2 separate regions of the Mus musculus genome follow, and region 2 is linked to region 1. Evidence: chromatin contacts called from public ChIA-PET data. All regions are on one chromosome and are shown on one strand. Each heading gives the region's core, a stretch centred on a gene start, on an enhancer-like site or on the middle of the called end of the contact. The rest is flanking DNA. Distances are from core to core; before and after follow the strand shown.

The links. ChIA-PET counts read pairs in DNA pulled down with a chosen protein or histone mark.
Region 2: an RNA polymerase II ChIA-PET map of memory CD8 T cells shows a contact between it and region 1, with 6 read pairs. The contact joins the promoter of Adprh here to the enhancer-like site in region 1. A contact is called at or near these places in 3 of 39 promoter capture datasets (the 3T3-L1 cell line, liver and pre-B cells), 1 of 115 datasets of contacts at active chromatin or transcription factors (memory CD8 T cells) and 1 of 9 other capture datasets (adipose tissue).

What each region holds. Positions count from the first base shown.
Region 1 is chr16:38,237,171-38,242,809 of GRCm38.p6, reverse strand. It overlaps Gsk3b (glycogen synthase kinase 3 beta), which reads right to left. Exons shown (of 11, transcript NM_019827.7): 11 at 1-2,308. The coding sequence ends at 2,241. Among named protein-coding and RNA genes, the nearest start is that of Nr1i2, 55 kb to the left of the region's middle. Within about 2 kb of position 2,854, at least 77 of the 459 cell types and tissues checked have an H3K27ac peak or open chromatin away from gene starts, as enhancers often do. A contact at or near this core is called in memory CD8 T cells, where this site is marked.
Region 2 is chr16:38,449,993-38,455,571 of GRCm38.p6, reverse strand. It overlaps Adprh (ADP-ribosylarginine hydrolase), which reads left to right and starts at 2,883. Exons shown (of 4, transcript NM_007414.3): 1 at 2,883-3,043; 2 at 5,089-5,443. The coding sequence starts at 5,131.

The DNA of each region.
Region 1 (5,639 bases), core at 1,605-4,104:
CAGACCTGCTTGCTCAGATTCTTTACAAATTCTTTCTGAAAATGGTCTTCCAAGTCACCCCCTTCAAGGAACTATGCGGTCAAATAACTTAATTTCAGAAGTCTTTCGCACGGCAATTATCTGAGAAGCGCTTTACCAAAAGCGCCTTTGTTTGCTTTGGGCTTGCTTCCTTTCTTGTCAAGTCTGATCTAAACGGAGGTCTGAGAAACCCCTTCGGTGGCCTGAAGAGATCAGCCAGCCGCACAGCCTCACTGATGTCTTTCTAGCATCAACTCATTTCGGCAGACAATACAACTCTCTTGGAGAGTTACACACACGGTCGGAGAAGCAAGGCAGGGTGCTAGGGCCTGTATAAGGGCCGCCAAGAGACTCCTCTTCCTAACCACCTGGAGGGCAAGACCTCAACGTGACTTAAGGTCAGGTAATGAGGGTAAAGGAGTCTGTGTCTCATACATAACCAAGGGCCCTACAGCCCTAGTCATCAGCTCACCTTAGCAGATGTGTGGGGAGGGAGTGGGAAGGAAGGAAGGAGCGGTGGCCATTACTCAAGTGATCTTTAAATGTAAAAGATAACTGATTGTGCCTTAAAGATTCATAGGTCAAGTAATGGCCCATAAGCACCAAGGTTCATTTTAGAGTATATAAGGCCCACAAAGACACCAACCTTAAAAGTATCAACAAACTAGTTATGAGTTCTGTTCCTCACACAAACGTAATCCTTCAATCCACCTTGCTTTCCAAGGAATATTGCTTTTTCTTCAAAAAACAAGAGACTGATTCTTACACCATTCATTGATAAACAAAGAAAACAAAAATAAAACTCTTAATGGTGATGGTGGGGGAACATTCTTTTCATGATTCAGTCAGTCAATTTTGATACTGTAGACAAAAAGAAAAGGCAGTATTGAATATATGTATATATAAAACATATATACACATTAATATAATCAGTTTTCCTATAAAGTCAGCAGATACAAGTGACTTTATTATTTTGATGTGTGGTTTTTAATATTACTACCACTTAAAATCATAGTGGCCGATCTGACATGCATCAATAAATAAATTTAAAAAGCATGATGTTAAAAAAGCAGAAATTAAATACAGAGTCTAGATTTGGATTTAAAATTAGAGCTATGCATAAGAATGTGGCAATTCTTGCAAGCTTGGTTTTCAATTAAAGTAAGGAAAACAAAGCAGTAGGCTGGCTAACAGTTCACATTACTTAGCTATGATGTCTTCTCTCAAGTGTTTTTCTAAGGGAAACGACTTTATTAAAATCTGGACAAGCTCACTCACAGTGGTGAGATCTGCCCCTGGCCTGCCACCTTCCTGTTCTTCGCTTTCCGATGCACCCAGAGCTGCCCCCTTAACACCATCTCCAGCCTCATCCTAGGGTACCAGCTCAAAACAATACCGGGAGAAGCAGGCGGCCTTTGGTCAGGTGAACCAAGATCTACCTCAGGGCCCAACAGACTCTGTCGCGCTCTCTCCTTTGGCAGCAGCCTTCCTAAGCTGGCATCTGCAACACCTGCACTGGTCAAGAGCAAAACAAACCTTAAGTAATCCATCTCTGATCTTCCCTTAGAGCTTCAGATTTTAGTGACCTCCCTGGGCTACCAATAATACACCTTGGTTTTTCTTTGTCTTTTTTTTTTTTGTCTGTCATACCTGACATCACACGCCAAAGGCAAGTCTTCAAATCCTAAGGATAAGTACACATTGTACAAGTGACAGTAAGTCCCTGGTGAGTTACACCTGCTAAGCTCCCAACCAATTTCAAGCTGTGCACTGTATCAAAGTCTTACGCCAGGCTTTAAAAGAAAACAAATCCAGAAAATAAACCAGCACAGAACAGGTTTTCTTCTGTTGCGGTGGGGGCGTGAGGCAGGAGTCTGGTTTTTAAGGTATACAATAGCGGACTTCTGACTTTAAAAAGAAAAGAAAAGATTGTCGTGGGAGAGATTGTGTTTAATGCTCTGCTCCTCCCCGCCCAACCCTCCCCACCTCTTGGATCTCCTGAAAAGTGAGAATACAATGAAACTGGTTTGTATTTATATAGATATTTTACAAGGTTAAATAAGAACAACAATAAAAAAAATTGAACACTAAAATGAACAGGGTTTTTTTGTTTTTGTTTTTGTTTTCCTCTTTTTAATTTTCTTTCCAAACGTGACCAGTGTTGCTGAGTGGCACTCAAGTAAGTGCTGGTCTTTCCCGCGCAGCTGGCTCCTGGGGGCTGTTCAGGTGGAGTTGGAAGCTGATGCAGAAGCGGCGTTATTGGTCTGTCCACGGTCTCCAGCATTAGTATCTGCAAATCCAAAGGCCCAAGAAAGCGTGAGCAACGTTATAACACTGCAAAGAGCACAAGTACACCACTCACCGCACAGTGCTGAGGCCTACCAGAGCTGTCATTGCCTATGTGGGTTCAAACACACAGCACCAGGACTTCCTTTCTGCTAGGAGCTCAGTGATGGCACAAGTGTGCGTGCACATGCGTGTGTGGTGTATGTGCGTGTGGCAGTACACTTAATGCATCACAGACTCAGGAATTTGAGGTCACTTCTGTCAAGGCTTTGCTATAGCTAGTACTGACCGGCAGTACTCAGGTTGGAGTCTAGCTTACTGAAAATAAATGACACTAGCTAAAGATCCTGAGCCGTGTTCCAACAGGCCATCTGCTAAGGGCCTGGACAAGTGAAGACACAGCAGATGCCAAGAACACATAGGAACCTTACCACTTAAGGGTAAGCTGTTCAGTTTATCAACTTCACGACCACTTTCTAAAAACTGCACTTCCTCTCTGAACTCTGCATTTTCCTGTTCCTCAAATAATCTGCCCTTCCATTCCTTTAGCCCACTAGGGGGCAGTCAACAGGGGAATGCTTTTAGTTCTACTTCCTTATAGATACCACAGAGTCACGCTGCCAGAGCACGGAAACATCTAGCTCACAGGTGCATGGCACATGAACCAGAGCCTCCTTCCGAAGGCAGCAGGCGGCTTTCTCAGCACTGAAGAGTCAGGTCTAAGGCTTCAACCATGACTTCCTTAGACATGCCCTACTAGAAGGGAGTTTTCTGTTCACAGCCACCTAAATTTGGTGTACTACTAACTCAACATGAATTCCTGTCTAGAAGACAGATCACATCAGGGCTTTCTTCATCATTTTTAGAATTCAGGCACAGGCTGCATTAATTAAAAACATTTCAGAAGCAGGCTGGAAAACCAGAGTTACTTCAGAATTGCAATGTTCCTAATAGCATTTCCTGGTTCTACACAATTGTCAACAAATGCACGGTCATCACCAAATGACACCCACTTTCAGCAGAAGATGCCAGGAGGAACTTTTGTTCTATCTTACAACCCAGGACTTAATGGATACCTATCACATCCACATATCAACTAGTATGGTAGGCAGCTCTGGCCATGGTGGCTACCAGGGTTGCCAGCAGATGCCTGCCAAGGTGAATACAGTAAATACTCCCCCTACCAGCAACCTGCACATTTCGGGTAATTACTCTTTTGGTAAAGTCCTTTGTAACAACTAATCGTCAGATGCCCTTTACCAGCTATAGCCCATTCATACCAACCATCCTCCCCTTCCTCTGAGTAAATTCAAAGTCTGTCTGCATGATCAGCATGAAAAGCACAAACATTTTATGTGATCATGTAACTGGAAATGAGCTTCCTATCTGAATAATAAAATCTGCTGGGTGTTCATGTTCCTCAGATTTAAAATCTAACGATCTCATCATTGTTCTCAGCATTGTATCCAAACCATGTGATAAGGAGTCTTTAACAGGTAATCATGATTACCAAAGTCTTTTTGCCAGGTGTGGTGACCATCTCTGTCTACACAGTGAGAGAGACAATGATTCCACATACAAGCAAATCCTTTATATGCAAAATTACGCTTTTAATTTGTATTTTAAAAAAGCATCAAACAAACAAACAAAAGAAAAGCTGGCTAGAGGCTCAATGTGGTGTAGGGGCTGCTGTACAGAACAGCTCATCTTTACTATATGAAGACAGAACAGAATATACAGAAGAGACAGTTGGAGCAGTCAAACACTCTGTATGGGATGGGTAGAGAATAAAGCATTCTGAAAACAAGTGCAGAGCTGACCCTGTACTAGGTCAACCACCTCTAGAAACAATGTTCACTCTCACTCTCGCCCTTCTCAAGGTCCTACAGAAACCATGCCTCCATCCCAGAACAGACTTGAGAGGGAATGGACAATGTCACAAACCACTTGCTCTGGGAAGAGGAAGGACGGCCTAAGGTCATCCTGATGCACTGCAGCATCTCCCAAGATGACATCGGTGACTCTGCACCCATGCCCACTGCAAAGATTACGGTGTGTGATTTCTAAGGAAGGACCTAACAGATGGCTTCTGCCTTATTCTCTCTACTGACCACTTGGTGTAGGAGAAGACAACTGACATGATGGAAAGCCCTCAGCTACCTAAGGTGTCCCCAGAAGGAGTGGTTGGACCTGTCCGTGCATGTTAATTCCATGGATGACCCATCCTAACACTAAAGAACAAACTACCTTAGCTAAGCTTTTCAGGACACAAACCTGAAAGTCATCATCTTGGTTTCTGTTTCTCCTCCACTCCTCATTTGTACAGCAATTCTCATGCATTCTGGGGCGCAGTGTGATTACCAAGTGTGCAAACTGGGAAACAGTGGAGGGTCACACTTTAACCTGTGCCCCAGGGCCTGAGAAAGGCACATCCATGTGGAATCGGCTGGGAGGAGAGGACAGAGAACAAACACAGGAGCTGAGGTCCTGATGGTTCTGCACCATGAAATCAGTCTTTCCAAAGTGTGTGTTTGGAAGAGAAAACGGCTCTAATGCAAAGAAATGCGTACAGTATGGTCCAGCTCTGATGCCGGGAACGTTCTATTTATACTGACCAACGAAGCCAAAGTGACTACTTAGGCTACATGTGGCTACTTAGGCTGTAATTAAGAAAGAACAACATTTAGTGCCTTATTTGTTCAAAACACTTTCCAAGTTTTCCAAAAACCACAGTTATTAAAATTGTAATATTTCTACAAGTGACATATTAGTAAGGGAATATTTTAGATAATCAAATTAACCTGTATAAATGTATGTACATTTGAGAACTCAAATGCATTTCATTTCCCTTATTTCTGTCATTATGCTCTGCCAACTCCAGTCTAAAGCCAGTATTTAGGTTAATGGTTAGAAATCTCATGACATGTCAGGTCCCATAAAACAAAGTTCTGGCATCCAGAAATCTATTATTTATACTGCAGAGGTAATTTAGTGAAGCTGCTCTGAGTGGAAACAAGCCCTAATGCAAAGCAATGTCTTTTGTTATCAGTTGCAGGAATAAACACAGCTACCCTTCACTGATCAAAGTGTGTCCCCCAAGTGTGTGCTCTGAGACTAAAATCATAATCTACACCAGCAGGCTCAATGCCCCACCTACAGTCAGTTTCTGCTTCTCTCTTCATAACACCTATTATGATTTTCATAGCTAATAATAAGGGAGAGGAATCCTTCCTTAGCAACTCATTTTCAATTCTTTCTATGTTATTCCTAGAAAGAGACTTGGCACAAGATACCAAAGACGTCATCAGTCATTTTAAAACTATAAGCAGAACATA
Region 2 (5,579 bases), core at 1,634-4,133, 210 kb before region 1:
CCTCAGTGAGTAGCTGTGGTTGGAGCATGGAAGGCCTTTTGCAAGTTCGGGAAATGAAGTGGGTTTGGGGAGCCAGGAGGGCTGCCCGTCTGGTGGGGGAATCCAACAAAAGTGGGAATGCAGCAACGGAAGCCCTTGGCTAGGAAGTCACCAGAGAAGATTTCAAAATGTACTGGCAGGTCTCTACCAAAGGTTGGGAAGCCCTGGCCTGTGGAGACAAACAAGAAGGACTTCCCCTGCTGTCTTTCTGTTCTGCTTCGAAGGGTTAAGCTTTTCCTAACATTCAGTTGCCAGTTCATCAAGTGTCTCTGTCACCAAGCCTCCCCCCACCCGTTTATTCACTGTAATTACTGCCTGCTTCGTTTTGTTTTGTTTTTCGAGACAGGGTTTCTCTGTATATCCTTGGCTGTCCTGGACCTCACTTTGTAGACCAGGCTGGCCTCAAACTCAGAAATCCGCCTGCCTTTGCCTCCCGAGTGCTGAGATTAAAGGTGTGTGCCACCACCATGCCGATATTTTTCTTTACAAGTTTTATATTTACAAGATGCTTAAGACTACTGGGGAAGGGGAGGAACATAGAATATAAAAATCAGGCTATGTGCCTTTAACATAACCAGTGTTTAGCTGCAAGTCATTTTGTGATTTTTTTTTTCTAAGCGGCAGTATGGGAATGGGAAGGCTAATTATGGGCCCCAGGCCTGATTCTTTTTGCATAACCAGATCACACAAACTCCAAGGAACTCTCTTAACTGGTCTGTGTTTCCTCACTAGAATGGGATGAGTTGAACAAATACTCCCATGGAGGTGCCGTCTGATGACGTAAACTATTTTTAAGGACATGTGCATTCTACTTTTGCCATTGTGTCGAGGTAGAGTCTCCTTCTGTACCTCTAAGGCTGTCAGTTAGCAGAATTCTCTTTTTCCAGGGGGAGGGGAGTCCTCTCTCTTAAGATCTTTAAGTGATTCAATGAGGCCTGCCCACATTATGGAGGATAATCCACTGTACCTCATGTTTATTGATATAAAAGCTAATCTCGGCTGTAAAATACCTTCCCATCTGGAGGAAGATTTGAACAATCTGGGTGCTGTGGTCCAGCCAAGAGGACATACAGTTAGCTGCTCAGATATCATCTTAGTCTTCCTGAATGGACCACATAGCAGCTGCTTTTGGCTTTCCACGTCTCCGTCCCTGGCTTTCCAGTTTCCGCACTCTCTGCGTTTATTATTCTGAGGAGTTTTCTGGTCTATCCTGTGCTCTGTTCTCCTTTGGCCCTTGCTGCTGTTCCACTGTTAGTCTCTGTTAGAGAGTCCAACCCACCCTGCATATGAACTACTTCCTGTCAGTGTGCAGGGGTGCTAGTGCACGGTCCCTAAGCTTTATCAGTCAGAACACTCATAGTGTTACAGTGTCATCCGCACTCAACACATTTGGGTCTATGCAGTGTCAAAGCTGTCTTGGACTGTTCTGTTTTCTGATCCTCAGTGAATCTTTTCTCTTTTAAAACAGTTTTAACCGCGATCTGGTGAGAGAGCAGCTGGACCCCAGGGCCTCACCCTTTTTATTGTATCAAACTAGAAGTTGGCTTATTGTGGAAGTGTTAATGTTTGTGGACATTTGGAGTCACATTAGTAGTTGATAAAGCCAGTTTTTAAGAAAGGATATAAAATTCTATTTAAAAAATGACCCCATTGTTTTAAAATCATATGCATACCATAAAGACTGATATATGTATCAGGGGTAACATCTAGTTTCTATTTTTCTCTAAAATATCTTTAGATATAATATAGAAAAAATATTCTAAAAGATATAAACTAGGTGTGGTGTTGTAAGACTGAAATTCTAGCATTCTAAAGGTAGAGGCAGGAGGATCACGAGTTTGAGACCAGCCTAGTCTCAAAAAATAAATCAAAATTTAATTTTCCTTCATTCCTCTCTTTACTCGGAAAGCTTCTTGTTCCTCTTCTAATTATTTGCAATTTGATGCTTACCCTTCCAAGCAACACACACACATTTATTAAATATATTAACTTTCCTATGACTTATCAATTTATTTTTGCTTAATAAAAGTCCCTAAACTCCACGTGAACACCTCCTTTATTATTGTGATTAATAGATTTATTTACACAAGAATAGAGTCACCAACGCCAAAATTAATAGATGTTAAATGTTCAGTTCAAGTTTCCTTCCCAGATAAGTCTTTCCTTTTTTTCTGTTTTGAAGACATAGAAGAGGGGATGTGAGTTCTTGGGAGTAGGTCTGAAATTTTTGAGCAGACATGTTCTGATCTTAAGTCTAAGGAGTCAAAGCAGGATCTTTGATGTGCGTCAGGGTCACTGTATAGAAGCAGATACTCCATTTAAGCACAAGGCCCGATTTGTGCCTTTCCGGAGACGAGGCTGTACCGAGCTGGGTCGAGGGTACGGGGGAGTGTTCACTGGCACACGTTTATTCTCGGAACCTGACATCTGGGCTCAACGCCGCCATTGCCACCTTAGGGTTTTAACAAATCCAGAGTCATAATTTAGGGGAAAGAACCTTAAGAGTTCCCCTCTAAGCTCCCGTTTGAAACCCTTCTGTGGAGAGCACGCAGAACCACGGCTGAACGGACTAGGGTTAGAATCGGTGAGCCCAAGCCGCTCTGGGCGGTGGGTACCAGGCTCTGGGAGTCCAACGGTCCGCGGGGCAGAACCCTGGCAGGGCAGAACCCTGGCAGGGCGAGCACGAGGCTGGCCGGACACCACTCCACTCGGCCCACACGCAGCGCGGAGCGGTTCCCGAGCTGATGCGCAAGGCTTGGGCGCCCCCAGCACCGCCCCTTCCTCCTTCCGTCCAGTGCGGAGGACGCGGGAGGACGCAGCTCCGCCGGAAGCCGCTGTGCGCCAGCGACCCGCCCGGCCCGCGGCTCCGCCCCTGTTCGGCTTTTGGCTTGGGTGCCCACAGCAGGACTCCTGCGCCCGGTACCCCGCCTCCAGCTCGGGCAATCCTGCCCTCGGCTCTGGACCACCCCGATCCCGCCCCACGCTCTCAGCTCCGCCTCAGCAGGTACAGCCAGGAGTCCCCGAGCCACTCTCCTCTTACTGACCTTAGTACCCGCTCGGTCCCGCTCTCACCTCCAGACTGGTGCTAGGCCAGTGTCCTCAAAGTGGCCACCAAGACTTTCCTGAGTGCATCGCGGCCTCCCCTCCCCTCATCCCCTCTCCCTATTCCTCTTTCTACCCAGGCCAGGAAACCAATGGGAAATCCCGAAGTGTACTTCGGCTTTGATTGTATAGTTTGATGGCTTTGTCACCTGTGCCCGTTTAGAGTGGGTTAAGGAATAATGACTTCTGAAGGGTGGGTCTGGGCCAGGATGGATGCATGTGCCAAGGTGAAAAGGAATTTCAAAGAGAAAAGATACTGGCTACTTCCTCCGTAGGTTCCCACACTCTTCCATGGAGAGCTCAAAAAGGGAACCTGGAGCATTGGGAGGAGAAGGTGGGGGCGTTAGTCCTTAGTTCTCAGAGGTTAACAAAGCTAGGGCTTCGAAAACCTGGGCCAAAACAGGACCTCGGAGAACGAGGCCTTCCTCCCCCACAGATGGGAAACAGATGGGAAACTCCAGCGTGAGAGGATTGTTAGTGGTCACAGAGCTAACACAAGAGACTACAGAACTCTAGTTCCTAGCCGTTATTTATACATAAAACACACACACACAACACCACACACACACAACACACACACACACACACACACACACACACACACACATGTAATCAGGATCAAGCATGGAAAAGCCAGATCTTTACCCTTAACTGCTTCTCCAGGTCTCTGCTGGCCTGTGCCCTAGACCTGAGCAGTGTGACTAGATGGATGGTGGAGGTACCTGGGCTTGAACTAAACCTAAAATGGCGGTTAGAGGAAGAAAGACAGGTGGATGGGAAGAGCTTGGGCTGAGGGCAGGGGTGAGCTAGGTCTTTTTGCCCCTAAGAGTGTTTGCCCCTGTTCATGGGGAGGCTGGGTGCGTGGAGGGGGCAGACAGTGGAACACTGAATCACCACACGGAATGGGTGTCATGGAGCCCTGGCCTGAGTAGAGTAGAAAATGTGTACACCGGGAAGCCAGGGCTTTAGCAAGGATTTCATTTGTGGTGGGAATAGCATTTGCAGCCCGGCACTATAGAACTTTTACCATATAGAAGACAGACAAGGGGCTGGAGACATGGCTCAGCAGTTTGAGAGCACTGGCTGTTCTTCCAGAGGGGCTCAGGTTCAATTCCCAGCACCCACATGGCAGCTCACAGAGCCAGTTCCAGGGGGCCCAACACCCTCACACAGATACCAGTGAAGCCAAAAAACTAGAGTATGTAAATAAAACTGAATATAAACTAGAATATGTAAATAAAACTAAATCATTTAAAAATTTTTAAATATTGCTGGTAAAGGGAAAATTGCTTATAGAATTGGTTGTAGATGGATAATAAAAATAATCACAAAGTTGTGCTCACTATGTACTTTATGGAAATTCATTCATTCATTCATTCATCCCTCATTACACATCTGGGTTTTTCCATTATCACTTTACCTGAGCCCAAAGTTAAGGCCAGGGCCCAGACCATGTAATATGAAGCATTCTGGCGGCAGGGAACTAGGTCGGATTCCATGGTCTGTACCTATTGATTATGTAAACTTAGCTTCCATTTCCTCATCTGTAAACAGTTAGCTGTAGTGTCACTCTCCGCACAAAAGAGAGAGAGATCTTCCAAAGCGAATATCAGGTGATGGAGAAGATGGCAGGCCTGGCTTGACCTGTGGGTTTTAATGGGCTGGCCACTCCTCGAGAGACCACGACACAGCTGGAGACAAGCTTTGGAGTCGAGCTTTGGGCTGTGATAGAGTCCCAGCCCTCCCCGCTAGCTCTGTGGCCTGATTCAGTTCTCTTAATATTTACAGAGCTGCATTCTCTCCACGATGACTGACTTACTCTTGCTTAAGACCCTCGAGCAGCAAATCCCTCATAGAAGACGATCGAATGGGTTAGGCTTAAGGCAGGGCCTGTGGGGAGAGTGTAGATGTTTGTTTTCCGATTCATCTTCCTCTGCTCTTCTCCAGGAGTCTCCGTTGCCCCATAAGCCCGCCTGTGCCAAGCTCAGCATGGGTGGGGGGCTGATTGAGAGGTATGTGGCTGCCATGGTGCTGAGCGCGGCTGGAGATACCTTGGGCTACTTCAACGGGAAGTGGGAGTTCATTCGGGATGGGGAGACGATACACCAGCAGTTGGCCCAGATGGGTGACTTGGAAGCCATAGATGTGGCACGATGGAGAGTCAGTGATGATACCGTCATGCACCTGGCCACAGCGGAGGCCCTCATGGAAGCCGGCCAGTCCCCGGATTTGCCTCGGCTGTATTCCCTACTAGCCAAACATTACCGGGACTGCATGGGAGACATGGATGGCCGGGCACCAGGTGAGTGCCAGTCTCTGGGAGGTTCCCGAGGATGGAGAAGCGGGCCCAAGGGGGACGCTAAGACTGTAGATGGAGAGTAATATGTCTATTAGTCACTCGTAGGAGGACTTTGATTTCAAAACCAGCCCAGGCTCCG